Linked DNA regions of Mus musculus: all the other regions are linked to region 2. The links are chromatin contacts, called in public promoter capture Hi-C maps. All regions are on one chromosome and are shown on one strand. The core of a region is the stretch at or near the end of the contact, and the rest is flanking DNA. Distances in the headings are between cores, read along the strand shown. Region 1 holds the start of Oxct1 (3-oxoacid CoA transferase 1). Region 2 holds the start of Fyb (FYN binding protein). Region 3 holds the start of Fbxo4 (F-box protein 4).

Region 1 (3,156 bases), core at 139-2,638, 2.6 Mb before region 2:
TAAACATTCGAACTCTTCACAGCTTATTAAAATGCGCCCCCAAAATATCCAGGATTACTGAGTTCACTTCTCCTATGCAATCAGATGATAGTTTAACTTGATATTTTATTTCCATGTTAAAACCGTAATCTTTACAGGAGACATTTTTGAGTTAAGGGAGTACTGAGGTAGTTGCTTTTCTGTGCAGATTTTTAAATTCCTTATTCATTTGTTTTGGCGCACATACACAGGCATGCACTCGCTGCAGTGCATGTGAGGTCGGAGGAGGACTTGGCTGGAGTTGGTTCTTCCCTGCTACCATGTGGGTCCCAGGGATCAAACTGAGGTCACTAAGCTTGGAGGCAAGTGTCTTTACCATCTCCCCAGGCCAGTAGACAGGTTTTAATTAAACAGGACTGTTCATCCTTCATTGTATCGGCATACTTTTTAAGGAAGTTAAAGAGTCATTTACTGTTGTCATGGGTTTTGCATCACTTCAAATTTAAACTGTTCTTCCAGGACTCGATGGGCTTTTAATCCAATAAAAGGATTTCCCGGGCTTCCAAGTGGTCTTTTAAACTCGGCGGTGAGTGTAGAACGTCCTGAAGAAATGGTTCAGGCCGGTTGGGTGCCAGTCAAAAGATAAGGCTTGAGCCAGGCACAATTGCACATACTCTGGGATAGGCTGCCGCAATAGAAAAAAGTTGGAGGTCAGCCTGAGCCATATATAGAGTTTCAGTGGGACCTAAGAGAGCTAGAGATCCTTCCTCAAACAAAACAGCAAAAAACAAACTCCAAAACGAAAACCTCCAAAACGATGAAGTTAACCCACCACCGAATATTAGCTAAATTTAGTGCCGAGCATTTTTGTGTTCATTGTGTCCCTTGACTGGCTTTTCTCATACAAAACTGCAACAGGAAGAGCATTACAAGGTGAGGGGAATTATACAACATGGACAAGGACGAGGAGGAGAGGAGACAGACACTTCTGTGCTTATACCTGTTCTGTAATTTCTGGAATTGTTGGGACTCCGGTTCCAGGAAAATTCTGGAACACAGAGTAGGATGATGGGGAACAACAGCCCAGTTCTAATCTTGTCCCTCTGTCGGTTAAGCAGGTCATGTCTCATGAGGGTCAGTCAGCACGCTGCTGGGTTTCAGAGGAAACTAAGGGCAAAACCAGACTTGAAGAGAGTTGTGGGTGTTGGGGTTGAGAAATGTTGGAAAGGTGAGCTGTCTAGATCTGGAAGGAGATCTTTATCAGTGACCCTTTGTACCTGTACTCATTCCAGAGGGCGATTTGGAAAAGTAACACGTTCAGTAAGAGACCCTCCAGGCCCTTGGCAACCCGAAACCCTGGTTGATGCCAAGCCTTGCGCGAGGGGAAGGCAGGCTCTAGCGCCCCCTCCAGCCTGAGTGCAGCGCCCGCCGCTGCGGGTGTGCCCGCAGATGAGCTGGAGCCCAGCACCTCCGGCCCCGGCACAACCCGCGGGGCTCGTCCTAGCTGTGCAGCCTTTCCATTCCTAGCCGTGAGCCCCTCCCTGTCTCGCTTCTTGACAAGCCAGCAGGCAGCAAGGGGCGGCACCGCTCTGAGGTCCCGAGGACGTCACTGACGCGCGGTCGAGCCTCCAGCCCGCCCTACCGCTCGCCTTGCCTTCTCTCTTCTTAGCCGGTGACGCCGCCGCGGCCCCGGGCAACCAGCACTCGCACGCACTCCCGCGCGCGCCACCGTCTCCCGCACCCGGGGCCGAAGATGGCGGCTCTCAAACTCCTGTCCTCTGGGCTTCGGCTCGGCGCCTCAGCCCGCAGCTCGCGGGGCGCCCTGCATAAGGTAAATTGAAGGTGCAGGGGGGCAAGAGGAAGGCCACGCGCGGACGAGCTGCGAGCGGCGCGCGCGTTCTTTGCCCTGCCCATCTCCACCGCCTCTGGTCGGGGATCTGGCATCTGCAGCGCCGTGCCCGGGGGTTGGGGGTGGGGGCTTGGAGACGCTCGGGTTTCAGGGTAGCCCCGCCGCCGCTTGTCTGTCTGTCTGTCTGTCTGTCTGTCTTTGCTTCTCCATCCACTTCCCCGCTGTGCTTGCAGCGGTGGAGAAGCGGTCGAGGCTCTGTGTACCAAAGCCACGCAGCAACGCCTTAGAGACAGACTGTCGGCGTCCAGGGACTCGCGTCCCCATCTCCCGCCACTCCTACAGACTCCAGGCTCCAGGCCGACGCCCTTGGGAAGGGGGTCCCCGGGGCCGTCGCCCTAGGTAAGGGCCGGTTGGAGGAGAGGAGCGGAGAAGGGCGGCGCGCTGAGGCTTGCGCCCCACCTGAGGGAGCTGCTGGCGCCGGCTGAGGCCCAGAACCCCGGGCCGGGTTAACCGCTGCTGGCTCAAGTTCACCGCCAAGTGGGCGGATGCTGTGCGCTGCGGAGGCGGACTGCCGCTCCCCATCCTCCCCTTCCCTATATGGCGGTAGAAAGGGGAACCCGGACTGGAGCTCTTGTCACGGGGCGATTTAGCCTGCCAAGCGTTTGGAAGCAGAAGGAGGGCTGGCGGCGCTCCGCTGCAGTTTGCAAACGCCTCGGTCCTTTATTTTGAATTCCTCTCCGTCCCCTCCGGGTTAGAGACTTGCAATGTTCAAAGACCGTAAAAAAACAAAAATCAAAAACAAAAACAAAAAAACCCAAACACCTTGACCCACAGAATGGTATCCTGAGTCGCCCTCCTAGCAGACTAGCTGGTGGTGGATATTTTTGCTTATACATTGTAGAGGGTCTAGCCTCTAAGCACACATTCGGGTTGGATTTGAGTATGGGACCAAGGAACTGAGTGCTGGAGGAGGGTGGGGAGGAGGGTGGATTCACCTTGGAGTGTTCAGTTTGCTCAGGAGCCTCTTCCCGAACCTGCAAAGTTTTCTTTGAAGAGGTTTCAAATTGCAGTCCTGAACTTAAGAAGAGTGCATCACGCAGGGCATTTACTTGCACTGTGTGCTCTTGAACTCCTTCCCCTGTTGCTCATTTCCTTGCCTTCAATCTCTGAGTGTTGAGAATCTAAAGATGTCATCACAGGACTCCCTCGTGTGCTAGGGAATGGTTCAGAACTGAGTCATTGCGTTGTTAAATTCCTCAAAGGAGGCATTTGGGTAATTGCATGCAAATTTGGATGCACTTAACCACCAGCCAACCTGCTGCAAGTGA
Region 2 (3,631 bases), core at 978-3,477:
ATTCGACCCTTGATCTTTTTGTTTGCTATTGTGTGTCTGAAGCTGAGGACCAAAGCCAAGGCCTTGTGCTTGCTAAGCAAGTGCTTTAGCTAAACACCTAACTACTTGTATTGACCTGTTTATTAGTCTTTATCAAAACAAACAAAACTCCAGTGAGAAATGGAATTCCAGCTCTGATCTCAGAGATGAAGGAAGCAGACTGGGAAAAGTCGATCACTTGCTAGATGCTATGCTACACGGCAAAGTCAAGGCTTGAGCCTCAGTCAATAACTCCAAGGCCCGTGCCTTTAGCTCCGACACTTGCAGGCTCTCCTGGATCTGGATTAGCAGCCAAGACTAAAGCTTCCATCCTTAATGTACAACTTCTATATTTTTGGAACTAAATGTGGCACAGTGCTTGACCGTGGCCAGAGACATTTCAAGGTTTTCCCCCTGGGATGTGCTAGACTTGAAGCTGCCACAGCGGGGAATGAATGACCTTGTTCCCCAGCAGTGCAATGAGGAGGGAGAGCAGACGATCACTAAGTGTCTTCTTTATACAAAAACAGGAAGCCCTCGGATGTGCCAATGTCCTCTACTGCTTTATACACGTGCCTGCCTAAGAGCAGCGCCTAGACGTTGTTTGCAGTGAGAAGATAAGAAAACGCATTAATATCCCCTGCTACCTGGCTCCCGAGCTGACATTCTTAATCACTTTGCTATTTCACCTTGTTTTATAAACCTAAAAGAAGCTATACATAAAGAATATGAACAATACTAGTAGAGGGGAAGGGATAATCAGAAATTCTTTCTCAGAAACAAACTTCCTTCTAAACAGAAAGAAAACTTTGGGGGGGGGGGTGTATGCGTGTACTCATGTGTGTGTGTGCACACGCTTACGTGCACGTGTGTGTGTGCGTGTGTGTGTGTGTGTGTGTGTGTGTGTGTGTGTGTACACTAAGGAGCAAACCCAGGACCTTACCCATGCTGAGCTCCTGCTCCATCACCCAGCTATATCTTCTGTCTACCATTTCATATTTCTCATCAAGCTTTAGAGCCCTGGAAGTTTTTCCTGTTTTTTTATCCTTTTGGGGGGGGGGAGTGTGGGGGGCGGGCATGATCTCACATAGCCTAGGCTTGTCTCAAACCTGCTGTGTAGCCAAGAATGACCTTAACCTTCATAAACTTCTGATCTTCCTGTCTCTACCTCCTGCATTACAGAGTACGCCACCAACCTGATTTATTGAATGCTGAGCACATGAGACAGGGTTTAGTGATGTTAGATGCTAAGTAGGTTTTCTCTCTCTCTCTCTCTCTCTCTCTCTCTCTCTCTCTCTCTCTCTCTCTCTCTCTCTCCCTCTCTCTCTCTCTGTCTCTCAGCTGAGCCTCATCTCCAGCTCAAACTCCTTGTTTTTGAAAGAAAGGGTAAAGACACCATTAATTCTCCCAGGTTAAACGGGACTATATTAACAACAACAAAAAAAAAAAAAAGGGTGACTATCTGATACCTTTACTGCATAATTTCCTAATTCTTATGAGGAAGGCAGGTGAGGCAGGACCTCTCAGAGGACTGGTAAAAGTCATTATTGAAGAGAAAGATCTGGAAACGAGGCAATTCCTTCTGCTGGCCTGTTGTTCAGCCCATGCTGTCCCGTGGGTTTAGCTCATGTCCCGTTAGTCTGCATACAGCCACACAACAGCACTCTGGATTTGCAAATAATAAGGAAACCTTCTTTCGTTTTAGAAGGGCTGGGCTGTTCTGTAACACCTCCCCGACAGCAAACGCACTTTAAACGCAACAGGAACAGGGAAGCACGGGCCAGCACACTGATGCTAAGCATTGCTTTGCTGGGTTAAAAAAAAAAGCATGTAGCCTGAGTTTACAGTGCCTACTTTCGTTTTGAAGTCCAGTTTCCACATGAGTCTCAGTTGTAAAAAGTGGGAAAATCCATTTGGTAGCCACCGCTGTATGTTTTTCAGTGAAGCAAAAAATGTAAACAAATACAGAATCAGATATCTCCAACAAGATAGCGAGGCAGACCAGGAAAGAGAAGAGAAACGTTTTTTAAGATAAATGATTGTGTCCCTGTACGACCAACAACAGAAGTTTAAACACAGCCCTAGCCTTTCCTTCGCGAGAAACATTCACAACTTGTTTTGCCATAGAGGAACTTAAATGTTACAATATCTGGTCAACCAATCAGCAGCTTGCCGGCACCCCAGCACTCTTGCCTCAGATCAGGAAACCCTTGAAGGTACAGTATTTTAAATTGCAAGTGAGATTTCTGACTCTCAGCTGGTTTTTGTTCCCTGTGCTTGTAGGATGGAAAAACAGATGTAAAATCCCTCATGGCGAAGTTCAACACGGGGAGTAACCCGACAGAGGAGGCCGCCACCAGCAGCAGGCCCTTCAAAGTTGCAGGACAAAGCTCGCCTTCTGGAATACAATCAAGAAAGAATTTATTTGACAACCAAGGAAATGCCAGCCCGCCCGCAGGACCCAGCAGCATGCCTAAATTTGGGACCACAAAACCACCCTTGGCAGCGAAACCTACCTACGAGGAGAAGCCTGAGAAGGAACCTAAACCCCCGTTTTTAAAACCTACTGGAGGGAGCCCAAGATTTGGAACACAGCCAAACTCAGTTTCTAGAGACCCTGAGGTCAAAGTGGGGTTCCTGAAACCTGTAAGCCCCAAACCCACCAGCTTGACCAAAGAAGATTCCAAACCTGTGGTTTTACGGCCACCTGGGAATAAACTTCACAATTTGAACCAAGAGTCTGACTTAAAGACGCCAGGACCGAAGCCAGGGCCCGCTCCCCCAGTCCCAGAAAACGAACTGAAGCCAGGATTCTCAAAGGTAGCTGGAGCTAAGAGCAAGTTCATGCCAGCGGCACAAGATACTGACTCCAAACCCCGATTTCCCAGACACACCTTTGGCCAGAAGCCATCCCTAAGCACAGAGGACTCCCAGGAAGAGAACACTTCTAAGAACGTGCCTGTCCAGAAAGGATCCCCAGTGCAGTTGGGCGCCAAGTCCAAGGGCGCCCCTTTCAAACCACCTAAGGAAGACCCAGAGGATAAAGACCATGGAGCACCAAGTTCACCCTTTCCTGGAGTGGTTCTGAAACCTGCTGCGAGCAGAGGGAGCCCGGGTCTCTCCAAAAACTTTGAAGAAAAAAAAGAAGATAGGAAAACAGACCTTGCAAAGAACATCTTTCTGAACAAACTGAATCAAGAAGAGCCGGCCAGATTCCCTAAGGCCCCTTCCAAGCTGACAGCGGGGACACCGTGGGGCCAAAGTCAGGAGAAAGAAGGAGACAAGAATTCTGCAACCCCGAAGCAGAAGGCCCTGCCACCCCTGTCCGTCTTGGGCCCGCCTCCACCCAAGCCCAACAGACCACCCAACGTTGACCTGACCAGATTCCGAAAGGCTGACTCTGCAAACAGTGAGTTGTTTCTCATTGCTGGTAGCTGTGGTTTGCTCACACAACTGAGTGTTTCAGCTCCTGGGGGAAACTTTAGAGCAAGGAATGATTGCATAACTGATGCTCATGTGAGTATAGGGTCAATTTTCTTTTGGCATTTTTTTTTCCGTTGTGTAGGAGGTCTGAGAGAGTAGCAAATCCAAGTTCTGGTTGAGCATTCTGTAA
Region 3 (3,259 bases), core at 692-3,191, 2.6 Mb before region 2:
AGCTCAAGGCCTAATTTTAACAAGGGGCATTCAGACAAATCCTATGCAGCAAGCTAACGTCAGGGTCAGAACTAATGTGCACTATTTAGAGTTTAGTATCTCTTGTCAATTCTCAGAAATAGATACTTACACCTCCATGTAATCAAGACAAGTGCTGTCGGTGACCTCAGATATTGGCTTTTTTAAGATCTCTAGATCTGGAAGTGACTTCCAATCAACCGAAGACCAAGAAGGGAGATCCCGCAACAGAAAGTATCTCCAGAGAATTGGGTCTCTTATAGTTTTGTTCCAGTAATGATCTGTACTTCCCAGCTGGCACAGATCGTGGGGTGAAAGAAACGACAAGATATACAACTGCACATCAACCTGAAAGAGAGGCAAGCAGCATGAAAGAAAGAGGTCATCTGTCTGGGGCAACTGTTTGCGGTGGCCTAATCAGTAAAGAATCATTGTACTGAAGGTCGCCTGAATGACTGGTTCTTTAAAATACATAAGTCTATCTTAACATCCCTCCACCAATAGAAAATTCAAAACTAAACATTTTCATCCCTAACACACCTGAAATGTTGCAAACTCAAGCTCTGCCTTTCTATTTTTCAAGCAAAGTAACCAGTTCCTTTCATTTCTTTCCATGAGTATGTTGATGTACCAGTTACTAATTTGTTCTTCAAAAATAAATGAGTGTCAAGTGGAGATTTTTTTCAAGCTGGAGAGATGGCTCAGAGGTTAAGAGCACTGGCTGCTCTTCCAGAGGTCCTGAGTTCTATTCCCAGCAACCACATGGTGGCTCACAACCATCTGTAATTTGGATCCAGTGCCCTCTTCTGGTGTGTCAGTGACAGTGTACTCACATATACATAAAATAAATAAATAAATAAATCTAAAAAAACAAAGTGGCGGTTTTTCTGATTTTATCACTAGATCAAATGAAAGCATGTGAACCTGTCATTTGAATTTCTCTCTATAGAGTATTAATCAGGTTCCGAGGACACCTGAGAGAAGCTTGGAGGTAACCTAAGCCTGTGGCTTTCATTTAGAGTGAATGTCAGTGGGATGTACTAATAACCCAACTGAGATAAAGGAATTGTCATCAACAATGTATAATCTATTTATTTATTTATTTATTTATTTATTTATTTATTTATTTTATCTTTCTCTGAAACTTTAAATTGCATGCATCCTCTTTGCAGCCTGACCTAACTTGAGGTACTTGTAACTTTACTGGTTTCAATTATGTGGCAGTTTTGTTGCTTTGGATATGTCAGAGTTGCTTGCTCTAGGCGACCCCCCCCCCCCCCTAACTGGAATACATTGACTAGGGATTAAAATGTGCAGAAGAAAGACACTGGAATGCCTTCCAAGCTAACCCACTTCCTTCATCAGATTTCCAGACATCCAAATAGGATGACTGACAACCTGTGGGTGATCTCGCTGGTCATTAGTGAGTGTTGTAGTGCGACCTTGGTTGGCAGGGGGATACCAAGAGTTACCATCAAGGCAATCCTGGCCACTTCACTTCCAGGCGAGCACACACCCGGAAGTGGCTGCCCTGCCGGCCCAGGCCCCCGGCCTGCGGCGGTCTCTGTGCGCGGCCTGCGGCCTCGGCTCACCGGCAGCCGCGTCAGCGCGCTCGTCTCCTCCGCCGCCTCCTTCCGGGAGGCCGTCGGCGTCGCCCGCTCCTTGGCCACCGAATACCAGAAGGTCCTCCAGCCGCTCAGGATGGCTGCCTCCAGGCGGCCCCAGTCGCTGGCGGGCGGCGGGGAGCCGGCTCCGCGGGGCTCGCTTCCAGCCATGGTCGCAGGCTCCGCGCGACACCGCGGGGCGCACGGGCTCCCCAGCCGCTCGGCCTCCGCCTCCGCCCCGCTGGTACGACCCGGGCTGGTCGGTTGGGCAGGGCTCCAGGCCGAGGTGGCCCGGAATGACTCACCCCGTTAGCCCAAACCCTCCCACACTACACATCCTCCGGGTCCCTCCCTGCCTCTGTGCGTCACCACAAGGACCTGGGAGCTAGGGCTTGTTGAACAGCCACCCTTTTTCTGAAATCTTGCTTCCCCTTAAGCGTTAGATATTAAGTAGGCTGTATGTGTGCTTCTGTGTTTTGGAATCAGCAATCTACCACTTGGAGTTGAGCAAAAACTGAGCCCGTGGAGGCTATCAGGAGCCTTATGTGTTATTAAAGATAACCTTGGCTGACTAGAACATCGTGCTGTGGAGAAACTATTGTAGATGGGAAGCCAAAACTGCCTCAAGCGTAGCTCTTTTAATATTAACTTCAATCTGGTTTTGGTCTAACCTCATGAGGTTGGGTGAAACTTGTAAGCTTTGCTTAAAATTTTATTTAACTACATGTATGTGGATATATGCATGAGCACTCAGGTTCCAGCAGAGGCCACAGGCATCACAAACCCTGGAACTGGAAACCACACCCTTGAGAGCCACCTACTCAGGCCCTCTGAAAGAACAGTACATTCTTATAACTGCTGAACCATCTCTCAAACACCTGCCCCCTTTACCGATTTTAAAGTAAATAATGTTGTAACATCTGAAAGCCAGGCAAGATGTAGCCAATTTTATCTAGGCTGTGTACATAATGCCCTCATCAGCGTAGGTGGTATATGTATTTGATGTATGGTCTTTGTTTTGTGGCTATAATAGTTCTTGCAACTGCTTCCACAACTTGGTGTGCCAACCTGAATCCAATCTCTGGCCATGGCCACTCACATTTTGCTTGCATTTACTTCCTCAAACTCCATTATTAGGTATTTTCTACCAAAATGGTGAGTTTAAGCCCACGACAAAAATGTACATACACTAAAAAATTGTTCAATCAATGATCTATCATAAAAGGTCAGAAGAAAATTTGATAGGAAAGAAAAGCCTGGATGTGGTACTATTAAAAGCCATTAGTGAATTTTTAATCTTCCAAAAGTGATGTCTATTCTAGTAACTTTAATCATAATCAAAAAGAAATTTAAGAAATGAGAGGTAGGCTATATAACAAAATATTATATAGCACTGGATATAGTTTTAGGAAAGACACAAATACCTATTTGGTAGCAGGTTATCAGTCTCTTTAAAGTAGATTACCTCACTTAATCTAATCCCCAAACCCATTCCACATCTAGACTTCATCACGGGAATACTTCGGATTTAGTAGTCACGTGTTAAATTCTTTAAAATCTTTTAGAATAATCTAGTAAGGATCACCACGTTATAACCTGAGGTGTAAACCTTGTTCTGGAGAACATGGAAGATGGGC

What was found. Promoter capture Hi-C pulls out the DNA fragments that hold promoters and counts their contacts.
Region 1: a promoter capture Hi-C map of the 3T3-L1 cell line shows a contact between it and region 2, with 3 times the contacts expected there. The contact joins the promoter of Oxct1 here to the promoter of Fyb in region 2. A contact is called at or near these places in 2 of 39 promoter capture datasets (the 3T3-L1 cell line and hippocampal neurons).
Region 3: a contact with region 2 is called in a promoter capture Hi-C map of pre-B cells, with 5 times the contacts expected there. The contact joins the promoter of Fbxo4 here to the promoter of Fyb in region 2. A contact is called at or near these places in 3 of 39 promoter capture datasets (hippocampal neurons, neutrophils and pre-B cells) and 2 of 115 datasets of contacts at active chromatin or transcription factors (bone marrow-derived dendritic cells and regulatory T cell precursor).

The regions. Positions count from the first base shown.
Region 1 is chr15:4,025,040-4,028,195 of GRCm38.p6, forward strand. Oxct1 (3-oxoacid CoA transferase 1) reads left to right here and starts at 1,389. Exons shown (of 17, transcript NM_024188.6): 1 at 1,389-1,810. The coding sequence starts at 1,733. It overlaps BC037032 (cDNA Sequence BC037032), which reads right to left and starts at 2,367. Exons shown (of 2, transcript NR_028266.1): 1 at 980-2,367.
Region 2 is chr15:6,577,620-6,581,250 of GRCm38.p6, forward strand. It overlaps Fyb (FYN binding protein), which reads left to right and starts at 2,228. Exons shown (of 18, transcript NM_011815.5): 1 at 2,228-3,427. The coding sequence starts at 2,329.
Region 3 is chr15:3,977,632-3,980,890 of GRCm38.p6, forward strand. It overlaps Fbxo4 (F-box protein 4), which reads right to left and starts at 1,942. Exons shown (of 7, transcript NM_134099.2): 1 at 1,611-1,942; 2 at 131-366. The coding sequence starts at 1,793.